2 separate regions of the Mus musculus genome follow, and region 2 is linked to region 1. Evidence: chromatin contacts called from public promoter capture Hi-C data. All regions are on one chromosome and are shown on one strand. Each heading gives the region's core, a stretch centred on a gene start, on an enhancer-like site or on the middle of the called end of the contact. The rest is flanking DNA. Distances are from core to core; before and after follow the strand shown.

Evidence for each region. Promoter capture Hi-C pulls out the DNA fragments that hold promoters and counts their contacts.
Region 2: a contact with region 1 is called in a promoter capture Hi-C map of hippocampal neurons, with 2.2 times the contacts expected there. The contact joins the enhancer-like site here to the promoter of Ermn in region 1. A contact is called at or near these places in 12 of 39 promoter capture datasets (the 3T3-L1 cell line, the C10 cell line, the HPC-7 cell line and 8 more), 1 of 15 datasets of contacts at CTCF or cohesin (large pre-B cells), 11 of 484 Hi-C or Micro-C datasets (CD8 T cells, bone marrow-derived macrophages, double positive thymocytes and 7 more), 1 of 115 datasets of contacts at active chromatin or transcription factors (large pre-B cells) and 3 of 9 other capture datasets (adipose tissue, liver and macrophages).

The regions. Positions count from the first base shown.
Region 1 is chr2:58,049,994-58,054,811 of GRCm38.p6, forward strand. It overlaps Ermn (ermin, ERM-like protein), which reads right to left and starts at 2,871. Exons shown (of 3, transcript NM_029972.4): 1 at 2,483-2,871; 2 at 1,758-1,850. The coding sequence starts at 2,723.
Region 2 is chr2:58,266,503-58,271,320 of GRCm38.p6, forward strand. It overlaps Acvr1c (activin A receptor, type IC), which reads right to left. Exons shown (of 9, transcript NM_001111030.1): 9 at 951-4,818. Among named protein-coding and RNA genes, the nearest start is that of Gm13544, 7.9 kb to the right of the region's middle. Within about 2 kb of position 2,714, at least 1 of the 459 cell types and tissues checked has an H3K27ac peak or open chromatin away from gene starts, as enhancers often do. A contact at or near this core is called in hippocampal neurons, where this site is marked.

The DNA.
Region 1 (4,818 bases), core at 1,621-4,120:
TTACCTAGCCATAGAGAACAGGCCAGAACATGTGACTTCACCATTCTCTTCCTATGCCACAAGAGCCTATAAACAAGGTGAACGGCCATTGCCAACTTTTTTCCCCTCCACAGTTCTCCCTGTAACTCTGTTTCCTCTGAAAACTTTTTCCCCCTTTGAGTCCAAGATTCCACGGACCGTGATAGAGAGAAGCAAACATGAATTACCACCCACACTCGTAATAACAGCTGCCCACTTGATATTCTTTACATTGCAAGTAAGTGTTGCAATGTAGAGTTGGATATTGGCTGATATCGGGCTGTGTTTTGGTGTGTTCTCCCACCAATAAGATACAACACAACACCACACACACACACACTGAATTTTTTATTCATATTCAAAACTCAGGCCCAAGACTGTCATGAATAAAAAGAAAATCATCCTTTGATTTAAATTGATTAGTGTTTTTTTCTCAATATTTTTAGCATCTTATTCTTGGCAGGCATACTCTCTTAGGAGACTGTATTTTAAGGGAAAAGGCACAGAAACCAGCACCTCTGTCACAGAGTCGAAGTGCTGTGTTAAGAGGGAAAGGGGGTGAGCAGAGGCAAGTTCACTGGTGACACCATGTCCCATGAGAGCCCCATCCCTCTCCACTTGATCGAAAGGCTCATTCCTCGTGACCTTGGTTTGCAGTGGCTCTCATTATGGGTAAAGAAGCTCTAGGTGGATGACTGTGAGCCCTGCCTTGGTAGACTAGTAACATTCAAAACAGAAAGACTAAAGGAATGCAATTATGGTCTTAACTTTCACAACTGCCTGTGCTGAGATGATGTTTCTGTGATTCCTCTGTGATACCAGCTACTGCTTTGCTAGAACTGCGTACATGCATGTTGGACAGCAGAGAATATGTGAGTTGTCTAGGCAAAGAGAGAGACTCCAAAATTCCCAATTACCTCCCTGTTCTCCTTGTTATTTACCTAGTATTCTCCTGTCCCTTGGGGCTTCACTTTTGTTTTGCCTGGTAGGAGCCTAACTAAATTGGTTAGGTGCCACATGCTGGCTTCAGTTTGAGGATAAGCTGTTTACAGCTTCTAGTGAGGGAAGGAATGATTAATTAGTAGATTCTATCCTGCGCTGAAACTATTTGAATGGAAATCTCGAAAAACCAAGAAAAAAAAAGTAAATATCTTCTTAGAAGAAATGTTTAGAGGATTTTTTAACTTTGTCTACTAACTATACTTCTATACTTGAAATTTAGCAATGCTACTTTCTTGGTCTTTTTCTTTCACCGTTGTTTAAAGATCATAAAATTATTTTTATCACTCTGGGTCATTTTTTGACAAAAAATACTTATTCTATACTTCTTTCAGACATAATTTTCCCACATAGTAATTGGTTTTATAACGTTACTTTAGATCGAATGTCAATAGGAAACTTTACACTAAACCTGTTTTTCAACCACCACAGAAGCTGCCCAACACCCATCTGAAGCACAAATTAAAGGGAGAGCTGGATGCAGTGGGCTAACCTATCAAGACATAGCTATCACTTCGCCATGCCAGGCAGTCAGATTGACCCAGACAATTTGGGGCTTGAGCCATCTAGAAATCTGGGTAAAGTGGGGCATGGCTCAGGTATCTGCCCTTAGCACCTTGAAGATTTTGGAGTCTTTCTTTGAAACTGCTTCTCTATAGCACACAGGCAGTACACACACCTTATACAATTATATCACATCCGGCTAAACAATTATGTTGGGAAACTAGGATTCCCGTTACCTTCTCGGAAAGCCATGTCTTCTGCACTTATTTCTTGGAGAGAAAGATCTTTGATGGCCTGGTGAACAACGAAGAGGTTCTCTTCTGGGTTTTCTAGGGAGAAACACAAGCAATGTAACATTTCCAACACATATGGTTAAAGGTTCACAAATCATTGCATTTTTCTGATTCCTTTAAATTTGATTGCATTTGTTTAATAATTAGTTTCCACAATGATAATATCTCCATACACACATACATATATATATGTATATTATATATACATACACACACACACACACACACACACACACACATATATATATATATATATATATATTAGATGGATTAGGATCTCTTTAGGATCTTATAATTCTGAGTTCCCTTTTTTTCTCTTTTTTTGCACATTAGTTCTATGTAACCAGCAATGGACCTGTGGTTCTAACCATTATAGCAGTAGTTACCATTGGATTACCATTTAGAAATTATGTAACAACTCAATAAAGGTGGCTGCTTTTATTCTGTTTTCTTTCAGTGAAAACAATCAGGGGTTCAGAAGAGAAAACAGCAGAATTGCAGAGCTATCAGACAAGCCTGAGTTATGAATCAGTATGATAGAAAGCCCCTATTGTGTATAGGGACTGTATTTCTTGGGTTCAGCTTATTTATGTGATATTAGTTAATACATATATTTTTGAAAAGCTTGTAAGTCGAAACAATTAAACTGAGAAAAAGAAATACTTTACCATTGAGGATCTTCTCATCTTCAGGCCCTTTAGGAAGTATGTTCCCTTTAGTGTTTCCAGTTTCTTCTTGATTTTCTTTTGCAGGTAAATCTTCAAGACTGGGTTCAACCTTGTAGTATGCCTGGGTCTCATCTGCATCAGTTGTCTCCTGCCTGGTTTGACTGCTAGGCTGTTGGCCATTCTCAGGTGGTCTGTCCCCATTGCACTCTGTCCCGCTCAGTGTCTCAGGAGTATCTGTCATGATGTTCACTGAGGTCTGATTTAAGGACGCAATGAAGAAAGCAAGCTCTTCGATAAGCTCTAATGCTGTGGTTCCTACAGTTCGAAACCAACTCTCAGTCTGACGTGCAATAGCAAGATTCCTCCGAAAGGTTTTCAGGGCTCAGAATGAATATGATAGGGTTTGTCAGTTTGGTAACCAGCCCGGGAGCAAAACCCAGCCAATCAGCAACATCCCCACCACCTCGCAGCTCCAGTCTCAGAATTAGTGTTGCCTTCAATTTGCATAAACAAGCAATCTGAAGCAATCAGGCTTTTGTGTTAGCATGCAAAGGGGGACTTGCCGCTTGTCAGTCCCCCTCTGGGAACAGAGATTTTTGTCCCTCTCCATAATGGCCCATTGTAATTTTCCTTGTAACAGGAGCCACAATTGTTCCCAGGCTTTAATCCAGAGAGAATGACCACCTTGAGGCACATTAGTTCTGTGTAACCAGCTTAACATTTCCGAACAGATTTGGTTCGAGTAAAACCTCAGCTATTTTGTAGGAGACAATGGCATCATTTCTCATCTATTAAAGACTAAAACCAGCTTTTCAAGGACCTGTAAACATGACAACTTGATTGTAAACGGCTTTGGCAACTGATTTCATAGTGTGCTCTCAGGAAGCTGATTTTCCAGTCCCCCCAGGTCTACAGACACCCACCCTACCCATTAAAACACTGGTGTAATTTTCCCTTGAAGTTATCCCTTGCTCCAATCAGAATTATCCTTTGCATTTCATAATGATATTTGTGATGCAGTCTGTTGGCCAGTCATTGGCTAAAACTAGGCTGCTGCTCACTCCCCTGCCCTTTAATAGGATACATTCTTTCTTTTTTCTGGATGGCTCAGTCCTTCCCCAAGATCAAGTCTTTTGTCTGAACAATGTCTCTGAGTCTTTAATTTCTGGCTAATGTATCATTCCTTTAATGATTCCCTCCCTAACCAACATTTTTCCCTCCAGAGTTTAATTGCTTATGATTAACTTAAGTAACTAATTTTACAGTGATGGCACTTTACCGACTCAAATCTAAACTTCGCCTGAGCAGTGTAAAGGGAGCTCACTTTTGTTCTCAGCATGCACCACTCACCTTGCCTTCGGCAGGCAAACCATCCTGGAAGACATGAAGAGATTCTAAAGAGAAACATTCGCCCTTCCTTTCGATTATCAGACTATTGGACAGTAGACCCCAAGGAACTGGAACTACCTCAGAACTTTCATGCTGAAATGAAAACATGACTGATGAAGCCTGGTGCCAGCCAGAGAAGGCACTTGTCTCCCAAGAAGAGTTTTCATACAATTCTGGAAAGTTATCAGACCATCTTGCAGGAGGCACTGGAACCATGGTGGGTAAAAACCACACCTTGGCCAAAACTACTTAGCAGGAGTTAGGCATGGGTCTTGCCACCCATTTAACTCAAAGGTCATGTTAGCACCTGAAGATGAACTTGGAGAGATGACTAGATATTTTTTCCCCTCCCACATTGAACAATTCTTTCTCAGCTTTTCATCACATGTGACTCTTGGGTCTAACTGATGACACTACTGCACAACAACTCTGCCAACAGGCATTTGATTTTTAAAAGTGAGTAAACTTTAAAGAAGTGAGTAAATCTCTTCCACCAAGAGAATACATTTGAGGGCATTTTTATAGTAATCAAGAATAGAAATTGGGGGAGGGGGTGCTTGTAAATATGTCACCTTCAAAATTGTGCCTAAGAGGGCTGAAGAGACAGCTCAATGATTAGAACACTGGCTGTTCCTCCAGAGGAACTGAGCCACAATTCCTAGCTCCCTCTCACACAGTTGTTCAAAACATCTGTAATAGCAATTTCAGATGACCCAACTACCTCTTCTGCTGGAAACAGCCATAGAAATGGTTCACATAAAAACAGGCAAAATACCCATCTACCCATAAAAAATTTTACATTCCATCTAAAGATGACTCCATTTGATTATATGTCAGAGGCACCAAATACATGTCCCTGTGACATCATCTGCTCAATCCTGATCCAGGAAAACATCTCTAACAGAGATTGTGACCCCCTACCCTGTCATCGCCAGCTCTTCTCTCTC
Region 2 (4,818 bases), core at 1,464-3,963, 220 kb after region 1:
CACTACTCTTAAGGTTTTAAAACTGTGTCTCCACGTTCTGTAAGCCAACACTCAGGGAGTTAGACCCTGTGAGTCTATATCCACTATTTATACGTTAGAAAATAATGCCAAGTAGTACTAAGTGCAGTAAAGCACACCTGGAAGACGCAGCTCATGGTGGATGATAAGGGAAGACAGAAAAGGCAGCACCCTCCCTGGCACCCACAGTGCATTCACCTCTAAGGAATGGGCATTCTGGGAAAACGCCTGGGACAGGCTTATGCTTGGAAGGCCCAAGAAACAGCAGGAAGGCAGAATCTGGAGATGAAGATAGGGACCCCAGAGGTGAAGCCACTGAGTTTGCACTTTCTGGGAAGGCCCATCAATGACTTGAGTGGTTGTCACTTTTAAATGGGATAGAAGCAGGTTAAACTGGTACGTTCTCAATAACTTATGTTTAAAATTCAACATGCGGTAGGGAGATGGAGAGATGATTCAGTAGAGAAGAGCAATAGCTTCTCTTCCAGGGGACCTGAGTTCCATTTCCAGGACCTACATGGTGAGCCACAACCATCTGTAACTCTAGTTCCAAAGGATGCAATGCTGTTTTCTAGTCTCTTGAACATAGCATACACTTTGTGCACATAGACACATGTAGGCAAAGCACACAGATAAAAACTAAAAATGGGAAAAAATGAATGCAAAAGACTGAAAAGATAAACCCCGTAAGAATATATTGCCCTATGTGTCATTCAGGAAAAAAAAAAGCTTTAAATAAGTGTGTCTTCTGGCTTTGAAATTGTAGAATTCTATAAAACTTGGTAGGAAAGAAGGAAAGAGAGGAGGGAGGGGGGAAGGAGGAGATTCCAGCACTAGCAGAACCAGTTCTCAATCCCCAGTCCCCTGCCTGCACTCTGCATACAAATATAAACACAGTTGTGAAAGAGAATATGAGCACATGGACACCAACATATGACACGTTTTCTTTTATTTAAAATAGAGCTCTTTATGCTTTACAGAAACAAGTGCAACGAGTGCTTAATTCATTGTCTTTGCCACTTTCCAAAACAATATGCTTTCTGAAAATGCATACATAAAAATATAACATTTAGGCAGAGAAGAATGTACACCTGGAGGCGGCAAGAAGTTATGCAATTGTATTAAAAAGCTTTAAAATAAATACTTTTTTATGACTAGCTGTTGGCAAAGTTAAACATTTTGGTATGAAGGCTATCACTGAGTTCTTACTAAATTCTAAAATATGATTATTTCTTAACAATATAAGTATACATGACTATAAAATGCATATGTTCGCAGATCCAAAAGTCATGAAACATCTGAATGTCATCCACGACTCTGTAGAACTCTGTTCAACCTTCAACAATGAAAACACAGCCGCACGACGATGCCCATCTGCGCAGTTTAGATACAATTTATCGCCCAGTTCTTATTTTAAAACCCAATTTATTTTTTTTTCACAGTCCTTATGTACATTCATTTGAGCCTGTGGAAGCCGACATCTTTTTACATACTTAAGAATACCAGCAAGCTTACCAAAAAAAAAAAAAAAAAAAAAAATCTTTACAACAGTGATTCTGCTCACAGTAGTTCAAGAGTTCAAGGTGTGTTTCGCAATGTCAAAATGCAATGGTTTTGACATGTGTAATATGTTCTTAGGTATAAGAAGAGAATCACTACCCCAAGAAAAGTATAATTAGTATTAGTGCTTTGAAAATTAATACAAAATCCTTTTTTTTTTTTATAGACCTGAATCCAATTTTTTCTTTTGAGACCCTTTTAAAACCTGAAACAACAATCAAGTGTAAACAATCCTATCCAGTTCAGGGTCAGGAGAGTACAAGAGCTTGATATAAGCCATTCTAGAAATGAACTGGAGTCTAATATTTTACTCAGATTCTCTCACTTGGTAAAGAGAACAGGAAACTGCTACATCTTTAAAATTGCCTAGATACTACTGTTCTGCCAATGAAAAACCAAACATATTGATAAATCTCTTAGTATGGTTAACTTTCTTAGAGCCTGACACTCAAGCCTCCCTTTACAGGTGAAGCAAATGAGTAGGTTCATCCACAGAATGAAAACTTGGTGGATGTATAGAAATTGAGGTTACTGTGCCTTGCAGCCAATGACTTAGGTTGGGGAAAAGATACACCCATCACCAGGATAAAGAGTCCACCTTGTTACTCTTGTTACTCTTGGGAATACAGAGAAGAAAAGTCAGAGTATTCTATTCTTCCAAATTCTGTGTTCAGTTTGCATATGTCAAGAACCATTTCTAAATTTAGCATCTATTTCATAATGATGGATAAGCCTGGGCATTTTATGTTGATATAGAAACACACAATGTCTTTCTCTGTAAGGTCTAGAACTGTCTCTATAGGGAAGAGCTAGTTCCAGCGCTCACCCCAGTCCTCAGCTGCCCCAATCTGTTGAGTTCCCTGTGGAGAATTTATATGTGGGATGCTGGAAAGAAAGGTGAATTTCCTACCACACTCAGGCTGTGTGAACAGTCAGATTCCTAAAACCCGGGGAAGAATTGCATATTCCAATGAAAGTGTTGGGTCCAGGAGGAAATTTTCTTGTAGTGTAACATAAACCAACAAGGAGAAAAATACATTTCTGGCATTATTAAAATGAGGATGAGCTGGAGCTCATATTCTCCCAAATGTTGTGTTCATCTATGACTAACTGCAGGAGAATCCTGGCAGCTATCAATATCAAATTTTAAAGTGGAGATCGTTACCTAATTTCAGCATAATCTGCATTCTAAGCAGCATGGCACATGGCTTAGTCTAAAAACATGGCAGAAGCAGAAGAGAGATGGCTTAGCAGTTAGAAGCACTGGCTGATGCTCTTCCAGAGGACCAAGTTCTGGTTTCCAGCACCCACATGGCAGCTTACAACTACCTGTAATTCTAGTTTCAGGGGATCAGACTCTTTTGGCCTACCCAAGCACCGGATATGCATATGGTACACAGACCCACATTCAATCAAAACTCCCATAACACATAAAAATAAATAAATAAAAATATTTCAAAGGATGGCAGGAATAAAACAAACCAATGGCTCAATTATCACAGGCGTAACATGAGCAATCACATTATGGGATATGTATTTCACAGTCTTTGTTCAAGTCGCTGTTGAAGCTGAGTTCAGCATGAAAGCAGAAGCGGACATTCTTTATGCACTAGCCAAAAGCTACAAGATAACCAGACAGTCTGACTAAAATGGAAGAGAAAGAAAGTCATGTCTGCCATTAACAGAGCCCTCTTCCCAGTGTCAGGAGAACGATCACTAATGAACTGGTGAGCCGAGGCCTCTTATACACAGTGGGGAAATTAAAACCTTGTTAAGACGTTCCGTGTGTAACAGTCTGGACAGGGCTCAAATACATGAAAGGACAGAGCTGAGTAGAGTGGTGGGGGCAGGGCTCAGGAAATCTGCCACCAGGGGAGACAATGATGTCAAAGACAAAACAAACAAGAGAGAGACTATAAATGACACTAAACATAGTCTCCAGTTCGTGTACCAAATCACCTTTCACCATTCCAACACACAAGGGAAAGGAACAATGCATTCAGGAAGGGAGCAAGGAAGGTCCAGAGGCTTCGATAATCATTATTCATACTAAGAATGCTTTCTTTTATCCTTCCTTTCCTCCTTTCTTCCTTCCTCACTTCCTTCCTTCCCTTCTTACCTCCTTCCTATCTTCCTTCTCTTACCAGTGCTGAAAATTGAACCCAAATCTTTTCACTTTCGAGGCAAGTCCTCTCGGCCTCTGCTCTACACCTCCAGCCAGCACTAAAACCCTCCACACACTAAATTTCTTCAATTACATTTCCAAACTCATCAGTGCTTCATGGCTTTTCTGCCTATCTCGATAACAACTTTTAGGTTTTTGCTTTGTCTATTTTCATTTTTTCCCTAGTGACCTTGGCCTAAGCCATCTATTTTAATAGAAATGCATCAACAAGTAGGGTCTGACCACCAGCACTGAATGGCATGTGATGTTAATATGTGCATGAAGCAGTGTTAAATCCATGCTGATTGACTTTTCAATTTGTAAACGTGGGCGAGGCTGCAGAAGTAGGTGTCACCACTGTGTTTCTACAACCATTAGCTGCCATCTAATGACCGGTCTTCAGTTTCTTCGTCTACAAAATATTAGAACCAAGATCTGAGGCTCAGAGTCCCTTTAACTTTTACATTCTCATTTTCATTTTGTGCTGTGGCACATATAAAAGAATTTAGAACACTAAGGGATTTCTTCTCCATTATAAATGTGCAATTCTATAATGATTAAGTTAAATAATAGCTATGTTTAAAAATAATTAGGAAGTAACTATAATTTTGGAAGGTGATGAAAGAACATCAAGTTTAATAGTAGAAGAAAGATAATGAAACGAAGCTAAGGTGGAGGGTAAAGAGAAAGCCAGGCACCAGGGAGTTTGCATCAGTATCCTCAGAAGAACATGAACACTATAGAAATTCTGACTAATACTAGACTTAATGAATGTTTTGCCTTCTAGATTTTCTTCCTTTGCCTCTTTCTTCCTTCTTCCTTTCTTCCTTTCTTTCTCTCTTTCTTTCTTTCTGTCCATCTATCTGTTTCTCTATCTTTTTTGGTTTAGTTTTAAAGAATCCTGCAAAAAAAAAAAAAATTAAAAGCCCTTAAAATGATGACTGTCTTCACTAAGACAGTGAATAAAATCTAAGTGAATATCAGGATCTGGAATTAAAACACAGTATTGTTATTCATGGAGATAATACATTCCACAAGTGAAAAAAGAGAGAGGGGAGCTTCAAAAACTACAGTGA